Regions from separate parts of the Mus musculus genome. Here regions 2 and 3 are each linked to region 1. Evidence: chromatin contacts called from public HiChIP or PLAC-seq and promoter capture Hi-C data. All regions are on one chromosome and are shown on one strand. Each heading gives the region's core, a stretch centred on a gene start, on an enhancer-like site or on the middle of the called end of the contact. The rest is flanking DNA. Distances are from core to core; before and after follow the strand shown. Region 1 holds the start of D430001F17Rik (a long non-coding RNA gene). Region 2 has its middle 11 kb from the start of Gm41497. Region 3 holds the start of Kcne1 (potassium voltage-gated channel, Isk-related subfamily, member 1).

Region 1 (2,855 bases), core at 55-2,554:
GTGATTGAAGGTTTTAGCTGGGTACAGTGGTCTGAACCAGCATCCGAGGTCTCTTATAGTCTGTAGAACATCTATCCAGGCCCTCTGGCTTCTAGCGTCTCCATTGAGAAGTCAGGTGTCTGCCTTTATATGCCTTTATATGTTACTTGGTCTTTTTCCCTTGCAACTTTTAATATTCTTTGTTCTGTTTGCTTGGTGTTTTGATTATTATGTACTGAGGGGAATTTCTTTTCTGGTCCAATCTACTTGGTGTTCTGTATGCTTCTTGTACCTTGATAAGCATCTCCTTGATTACATTAGGGAAATTTTCTTCTCTGATTTTGCTGAAAATGTTTTCTGGGCCTTTGACCTAAGCTTCTTCGCTTCTTCTCCTTCCTATGTTTCCTTTCTTTCTTTCTTTCTTTCTTTCTTTCTTTCTTTCTTTCTTTCTTTCTTCCTTCCTTCCTTCCTTCCTTTCTTTCTTTCTTTCTTTCTTTCTTTCTTTCTTTCTTTCTTCCTTTCTTTCTTTATTCCTTCCTTTCTTCCTTTCTTTCTTCTTTCTTTCTTTCTTTCTTTCTTTCTTTCTTTCTTCATTTCTTCCTTTCTTCCTTTCTCCCTTTTCTTTCTTTCCTCCTCCTCCTCCTCCTTCTTCTTCTTCATTTATTTATTTCACTTATATGAGCACACTGTCACTGTCTTCACACACACCAGAGGAGGGCATCAGATCCCATTACAGATGGTTGTGAGCCACCATGTGGTTGCTGGAAATTGAACTCAGGACCTCTGGAAGAGCAGCCAGTGATCTAAACTACTGAGCCACCTCTCCAGCCCTACACTTTTCTTAGATTTGGTCTGTTCACAGTGTCCTGTGTCGCTGAATGTTTTGTGCCAGCATGTTTTTAGACTTGACATTTTCTTTGACTGAGGTATCCATTTCTTCTGTTGCCTCTGGGGGCCCTGCTTGAGCTCCTACGGTTTTCACTCCGAGGTCTTCCCCAGCTTGGCTTCTCTTTATTGACTCTATTTTCATTTCCAGGTCTGAGCTGTTTTATTCATTTCCTTCCCCTGCTCTGTATGTTTTAATAGATTTAAGGGATTTATTCATTTCCTCTTTAAGGACCTCTTTTATATCCATAACAGCTATTTTAAGGTCTCTGTCTTGTACTTCAACTATGTGGCCGTTCTCAGGACCTACTGCGGTAGGGTTGCTGGGTTCTAGAGGAGACATATTGTTCCGCCTGTTTTTGATTGTGATTCTGCTGGTGTCTAGGCATCTGGCTTCAGGGTGTTGGTAACTGTAGGTGCCTATATCTGGTCTTGACTATGTTGGGTGGATGTTTTGTTCCTTGGTTTCTGTTGTCCTCTTTGCTTCTCAGGAGGGTGTGGTGGCTGTGTGTTGCCTGGTAGGAAATTCTTTTGAGCTCCTGCTAGGTGTGGCCACTGAGTTTCCAGGTAAAAGGTCTCTAAGCACTGGGAGGTGACACTTAGGAATAAGGCTGGGCTGGACTGAGGGCAGGGGCAGGAGGAAGGAGGAAGGAGGAAAGCATGGCGTTCCTTCAGGATCTGCGTAGTCACCTGGGAATGGGGCAGAGAGTAAGGAGACGCCACAATATGTCATCTGCTACAGAGCTGAGGATGAGACGGGGGAGGTGAGGAGGGAAAGAGGAGATCTGCTAGCCTACCTGCCTCTCCGGTCGGCTTGGCTGGTGGGTTAGAAATAACTAGTTTCCCCCTCCCTCTCTTCCCTCTCAAATTCATGGCTTCAGTTTTAAAAATTATTGTTGTTATTCGCATATATACATAGGTAACCCTAACCCTAACCCACCTATGCAGAGGTGTGTGTGTATATGTACAGCCTGCTTGGTTCATTTGGTGTGTCTTGTGTGCGTGTGTTTTTAGGGCTGGCCCTTGGTATCATCATAGAGGGTTCATCTCTATGTAAGGCTAACTCTCCCATTTTCTCAGGCCTCTAGCCCTTCGTCTAGGGGCAGGGGCCTCTGAGATTGATCTCTTTCGCATTAGCATGTCTACTGGTGCTATCGCTGTTCTCATCCTGTTAGGGCAGCCATGTTGCTGAGGTTTCCATTTCCTGTCATTTCTAGGATATACACTCTGCCTAATGTGTTGTTGATGTGACAATTGGGGATGGATATCCCAGCATCAGTGGTTCTCTGCGATTTAATCAGTTGTGACTTTATTTTTTAATAGCATCCCCCAAAAGAGTTCTTTTTTTTCATTCTGTATACAGCATTCTGCTTGCATGTACGCCTGCAGGCCAGAAGAGGGCACCAGACCTCATTATAGAGGATTATGAGCCACCATGTGGTTGCTGGGAATTGAACTAGGAACCTCTGGAAGAGCAGTCAGTGCTCTTAACCTCTGAGCCATCTCTCCAGTCCGACATTCGATTAAGAAAGGAAAACTACTCGAAAGAATGAGACTGGGCTCGAGAACTGAGGGAAAAGCACGAGGTCCGTGGCTCTTTCTAGGTCATTTGCATAGCGCCCACCTCTCCTATTGCTGTGGGCTTTTCTGGAGCTTGCTATTTTTGTATGTAGCTCAAGTAGGAAGGAGGGTGTTGGTCTTTCTGTCCTCTGGGTTGTTTGTTCCGTTGTCAGTCATGGTGCTGTTTGCAGCCTCGTGCTTCCCTCTCCTCCCCCAACTCCCACGCGCACGCGCGTGAGGGACTGACGACACAAGATTCCCTACTGGTCTGAGTGGAGGGTTTGGATTTTCTGTGGTAGTAGGTGGCTGGAATCCCTGCATCAGAAGGGGTCTGGTTTGAAGTTGTCATTTATCCTAGAAGACAAACCCTTTCAAAAGATTAAGAATACAACATTTAAGCAAGGGTGACTTGATGATTCTCACTGATGGCC
Region 2 (2,938 bases), core at 226-2,725, 280 kb after region 1:
ACTAAGTATCATTTCCAGCTAAATAGATACATGATATCTCTATGGTGGATTTCATGTTTCCCATTTGAGAATCATAGCCTAATTGGCCATGGCTACTTGGGAGTGATTGTTGATTTTATTTTTCACCCAACTTCCAGGAGGAAGTTATTTCTATGTTATTTCTATGAAGCAATATTTCTGGGTATTTCTGTGGGGGTGTTTTAGGCTGACATTGTTAGAGCCTCTGAGTGAAGCAGGCATCCCTAGGGGCAAAAGCCTCTATCAATATACTTTCAAAATACTTTCTACCTACCTCTTGCTGTTAAAAATCTTGGAGAAAACTGAGCATGCACAGAGGAGTTTCTGTCCATCATCTTTACAACACAAATCGAGAATGCCCCAAGGCACAGCTCTTTGCCATTTTAATGCCTCTAGTATGTGCCCCATAATGTATGAAATAAGCATATCCATAAACGTCTTCACTATCTTCCCCTCGAACTGCAGTCTTAGACTGAGCATGCTCAGGTCGGTACCTTCTCCTAAAGTTCTTCCTTAAGTGGGTAAGTGTGCGTACTTAAACCAAGCCTGCCTTTCCTTTGTCAGGGAGGCCATTGTTTGGGGAGTTTGTTGTTGGTAATAAATCTTGCCTGTTATTTCTCTGACTATGCTTGCCCGTGGCTTTCGACTCACCCAGAAGTCAACCCATTGTATTTGGTTCCACGGTTGGCATTTGAATCAGTGGACTCTAGAATGCGGATAAGCATTCACTGATAGAATGAATGGAAGAGGGAGAGGAGACTGAAGCTTTCTGTCCTAAGATCCCGGGACTTAGAGCATCAGCTTCCTTGGGTTCTCAAACATTAGGACTCTAACTGAATTTATGCCACCCCACCCCATCCCCCACCCCCCAAACAGTGTTTCTCTGTGTGGTCCTGGATGTCCTAGAACTTGCTCTGGCTGGCCTCAAACTCAGAGACCAGCTTGCCTCAGCATCCTGGGTGATGGGATTAAAGGTGTGCACTACCACACCATACCCTGCACCTCAGGTTTTCTTATCTTCATCTTCATTTAGATCTATAATCACACAAATCAGTTCCTAGTCACCTTTGTCACTGTCTCTGTCATTGTCTGTCTCTACTTCTGTTTCTCTCTCTCCCACTCTGGTTCAGTGTCCCCGGAGAGCAGCAACACATTAGTTTAGCGTGACCAAGTAGAAAAGGAATTTGCTTTCCAGTCAGATCTGAATTCAAAATGTAATTCTAGTGTTTACTGGCCTGTGACCTTTGGCTTGTGATCTGAGAACTGACGTCTGTAAGGCTGGAGAGTAAGAACAATCGTGTTTACCATGGTGATAATGAAAAGGAATGTATGTGCAGAGCAGAGCCAAGTTGGTGTTAATGTGTAAACAGAGGGAAACTGGTGACAGGAATGAGGATGGCCTGACTGTAGGCACTGGGCATCTGAGAGTCCACAGAATCTGATTAGCTGTGAGTCCCGAGATAAACCTTTGGCAGCATGAAAGAGGGATTACAGCGGTAGGCTTCTGAGAGACAGGACAGTTAGGAGACAGAGGCGAGAGGCACAGAGGCCAGTTGAGATGGTCGTAAACAGCACGGTGTGAAAAGCCTCTGGAGATGCAGCTTAGACACCTCATTCTCCCACATCCTGAGACATCCCTCATATGTGTGGGTCACAGCAAAGGAAGCTGCCCAATGGCCAGCAAGGGAAATATGGGCGCCAGCCAGAGTTTTGATTAAAGTGGCAGGTATACCTTTTATGTCACCTCTCACTGTTCAGATGACCCAAATATGCAGAAGAATTCTGATCCAAACACCTAATTATTACAGACAACGTAGCCATTTCCTCCCTACGTTGCTTTTGGTCGTGGTATTTCTCACAGCAACAGAAAGCAAACTTGAACAGCCTGGAGCGTTTGAATGGAGTAGAAAGACAGCGGGTGTGCGTCTCCCTGACCTTTCGGTCAGCCACCTGATTTTCCTTTCTCTACCAAGCCCCTACCACACCTTGCTTGTGTCACATGACCCTTTCCTCAGGCCACAGTTGACAGACATAGGCTCAAACGGCAGTTTAATGTTTTCTCATCAGGGAGTTGGAACTTTGATCAGAGAATGAGGTCTTGAGGACAGGCCGTGGGCTTATCTTTTTAGCAGCTGTGTGGGTAAAGACCCTCTACTCCCTGTAGGAGAGAGGGCCTCAGGGGAAATTGTGGGTCTGCTCGCCTAAAGGGCAGTCTCACACCGCTTGGGAGAATCCAGACTATTAATTGTTTTACCTCTGAGTTACTTAACACTGCTTACTGTTTCTTATAACCAAAATAAATTATGGTTAGTAAAACAAAAATTAATTATTTAACTCAGGCAAATGAGTCTCACAGCCACAGACGTCTCATTTCTAAAAACGAGGATCCTTTTCTCTGCCCTGCCTGTATCTTTGGACTGGTTCAGCTGCATAAAGCACAAGGTACTTCATGCACAGTAAAGCTTGACCCAAGTAGAGCTGTTTGTAGACATCAAGAAGAGTGTCCAGAGCACCCCAGAAGCTGAAATGGTTTTTGTTTTTGTTTTTGTATTTTAAACTTAACTGCTGTGGTCAATCCCTCTCGAGCTCCAGAAGTCTACAGGCTGCAGGTTTGCTTGGCTTTTGCTAGATATTTAAGACTTTCATTATTTCTGATAGTGTACTTATCCATTCTACCGTTGGCTTGCTGCCAGGCCAAGCCTACTTTTTATATTATTACTGCCATTTGGAATCATTTTCAACAGCTCTATTTGACAGTTCAAATAGAAGAGTCTGTCCCAAGCACACTGTCCCCCAAATCTTTCTATTTGTGTACTGTATTTCACATCTCTTTTGTTCTCTGGAATAAAATCATGTTATTTAGCTAAGAGTGACATAACAAAAACCCAGAGACTATGAGGCTCAAGAAACATAAGTCGTA
Region 3 (2,700 bases), core at 32-2,531, 400 kb after region 1:
AGTTTTCTCCATTACTGTGCTTGCTGTTGGATGTTCATCTTCCCACCGAAAGGCGAGCTGCCTAAGCGGGATTTCTGCACGAGCTATTTTTCATTCTGCCCACAACAGCTGGAACAGAATCTGCATCTGGTGGGAATGCAGTAATCATTCATCAGAAGCAGGCGTGCATGCATGAATGCACGGATGCCTCCATGCATGAATGCACGGATGCCTCTGAGTTCCATCCAGCTCCCAGAATGAGTGACCACACAGGCAGCCGCTCACCCCCAGAGACACTGGTGGCATGGGCGAATCTCTCCGAGGTCCTTCAAGAGCTTATGCTTTTAAAATGACCCCTAACCCACCATCAAAGGCAGGATCTGTAGGGTGGTGCCAGGACTGTTGCCTTGCGGTGCCTTCCTCATTGACTGGAAAAACCAAACAGGGGAGGAAGGCAGAAGTGTTGGGCCTCAGTCAAGTTCACATTGTATCCAAGAATCAGAGCAGCATGGTGAACCTAGCAAAGGCCCCATCGGGGACCACAAATGGCAGCTACAATTGGTTACAGTCTTACTCTGTGGAGGTAGACATTACTTCCTGTGCTGAAGTGAGCTATCAGTCCACACAGAGACAGCCCAGGGAGCGGGATGCATTAGACGACCCAAAGGGCCCTCCCTCCCCTAATTGCTCTTTACCTCAGTGGCGCTGCAGTAGGGATTGGAGATTAGGCACACACCATAGCTGTCACCTGGTTTCTTCTAGAAGCTTCCCATTCCCGCATTACTGCAACCATTATCAGATATCAACCATGTTTTCTACATCCCGTGCCTTTCCCACAGCAAATAAATAAATAAATAACAAAAAAATTTAAAAATCCAAAACTCAAAGAACCTTCCTGATCAAAATAATTAAATAAATAATTAAACGATAAAAATAAAATCAGGTTCTTTGTGGCTGGTGTGCTTCAAGTAATGCTGAGTTGGGGGTGGGGGATCTCTTTAAGGCTGAGGACTGGGGTTGGCGGTTTTAATTTTCATTTGATGCTTTTAGATATTTTCCAAATTTTCTCTGAGAATGCCACTGAGTTACTAATAAAAGCAGAATGTTTTCCTGTAACTTTCCTGTAAGTGAAGACAGGCAGAGAGGGGACTGGCTACAAGTTAAATCCCTGCGCCCCCCCACCCCCCATGCTGTGTGCCTGCCTGTAGGCCAAGACTGGTCCTAGCAGGGTACCTGTTGCAGAGGCAGGAGCCCCTGACTTACCTGGGTCTAGAAGCCAAGGGAACCTGGTGTGTGCAGCGGGAGCCTTGATGTGTGTGCCTGTGAGCCGGGGTCTAGGACCGACAAGCCCAGAGGCACTCAAGCGATGTTGCTTTGGGTGGGCGGAGCCTCACAGAGCCCTGGGGCTTCCAGCCAGGTTGGCTCGCTATCTGCCAGCCTAGGTCTCTGAAGTTACCCAGCCCACCCTGCACCCTGCACCCTGCACGCTGCACTCAGCCCCAAGGGCCGGAAACACTTTGACTCCAGCAGGTGGGCTTAGGGCTGGCAGGCAGTCTGTGGGAGAATAAGGAAGACAGACCAGGGCAGCACCGGACAAACACCCTATTAAATAGCTCCAAACACGTGCACCTCAGAGATGGCTCAGAACCTCTCCAGATCCCTTTATCTTAACACCCTGCTGGACCCCTGTGGCTCCTCGGCTATTCTACAAGGCTACCTTGAGCATCTACTTACTGGGTGCCTGGTCCTGGATGGACGGTGCAGAGGTAGCTAAATGGTCGAGGCTCTGCTGTGGGCAGTCAGTTGCTGGAGGAACTTCAGCCCTGGCGCCACCTCTGAAGTTCCCAGGCAAGTATGAACCGGCCTTTCTCTCCCAGCAGGAGCAAGCTCTGAAGTTGCTCAGGTGACTTCCTGGTCAGTTTCATAGCGTTGCCCACCCGCCTGACAGGTGTGAGTCAACAGGGGCAGCTCCGGTGGAAGGGCTTGGCTAGGCTGGCAGATGAGATACAGAGGCAGGCTTCTGACCTACAGCGAAAGGACACAGCCAAGGGTAACTGCTCCCCCCCCCCCGCCGCCACCCCCCCCCCCGTGGTCTTCCTCATCTGATCACTTCTAAGGACCACAGCCCCTATGGGCTCCTGGGGACAACTGGCTACAACTGAAGGCCCTCCCACGGGCTTACCTGCAACATTCCAAGATAATACTCCTGTTGACAAAGGCAGATGGGGAGCTGTGGCCATGTGGGTGGCAGAATCCAGGTACTGAGCCACAGTGGAGAGCACTAGACTGCCTCCAGCGTGTAATGTTATTCTGAGAAATCTATTCCAAAGAGAGGCACTGGGTTTAGAGAAGTCTTAAGGATATAAAGGTTCTTCATAGTTTTATTTATAATAATTAAAATCTTGATGCCTAAAGCCAAATAAATAAATAAATACAATTAATAATTAAACTAGGGCTTGTATGATACAAAGTTATTTCTCAATGAAATATCCAATGAAGCCACTAGCAAAATGTCGCCTAGTGGGTTGGTTATAATGTGGATTTCATCTGTCTCTTTGTTGAGACAGTCTCACTATGTTACTCTGACTGTTCTGGAACACTCTGTGTAGACCAGGCTGGCCTCAAGTTCACAGATACCTGTGTCTCCCTCTGAAGTGCTAAGATTTAAGTCATGCGGTATCACACCTGGCTCCACATCTTGTATCTTACAGTGCTACATGA

The links. Promoter capture Hi-C pulls out the DNA fragments that hold promoters and counts their contacts. HiChIP or PLAC-seq counts read pairs in DNA pulled down with a chosen protein or histone mark.
Region 2: an H3K27ac HiChIP or PLAC-seq map of extraembryonic endoderm stem cells shows a contact between it and region 1. The contact joins the enhancer-like site here to the promoter of D430001F17Rik in region 1. A contact is called at or near these places in 2 of 484 Hi-C or Micro-C datasets (bone marrow-derived DN3 thymocytes and bone marrow-derived macrophages), 7 of 115 datasets of contacts at active chromatin or transcription factors (astrocytes, differentiating embryonic stem cells, embryonic basal ganglia and 4 more) and 1 of 9 other capture datasets (embryonic stem cells).
Region 3: a contact with region 1 is called in a promoter capture Hi-C map of embryonic stem cells, with 2.6 times the contacts expected there. The contact joins the promoter of Kcne1 here to the promoter of D430001F17Rik in region 1. A contact is called at or near these places in 2 of 39 promoter capture datasets (cranial neural crest and embryonic stem cells), 2 of 115 datasets of contacts at active chromatin or transcription factors (astrocytes and extraembryonic endoderm stem cells) and 3 of 9 other capture datasets (embryonic stem cells, embryonic tail and embryonic trunk).

What each region holds. Positions count from the first base shown.
Region 1 is chr16:91,952,706-91,955,560 of GRCm38.p6, forward strand. D430001F17Rik (a long non-coding RNA gene) reads left to right here and starts at 1,305. Exons shown (of 4, transcript XR_876250.1): 1 at 1,305-1,572.
Region 2 is chr16:92,233,421-92,236,358 of GRCm38.p6, forward strand. No RefSeq gene overlaps it. Among named protein-coding and RNA genes, the nearest start is that of Gm41497, 11 kb to the right of the region's middle. Within about 2 kb of position 1,476, at least 58 of the 459 cell types and tissues checked have an H3K27ac peak or open chromatin away from gene starts, as enhancers often do. A contact at or near this core is called in astrocytes, extraembryonic endoderm stem cells, pancreatic cancer cells and 1 more, where this site is marked.
Region 3 is chr16:92,357,593-92,360,292 of GRCm38.p6, forward strand. It overlaps Kcne1 (potassium voltage-gated channel, Isk-related subfamily, member 1), which reads right to left and starts at 1,282. Exons shown (of 2, transcript NM_001362456.1): 1 at 1,243-1,282. All of the region lies in intron 1 of Gm30163 (a long non-coding RNA gene), which reads left to right.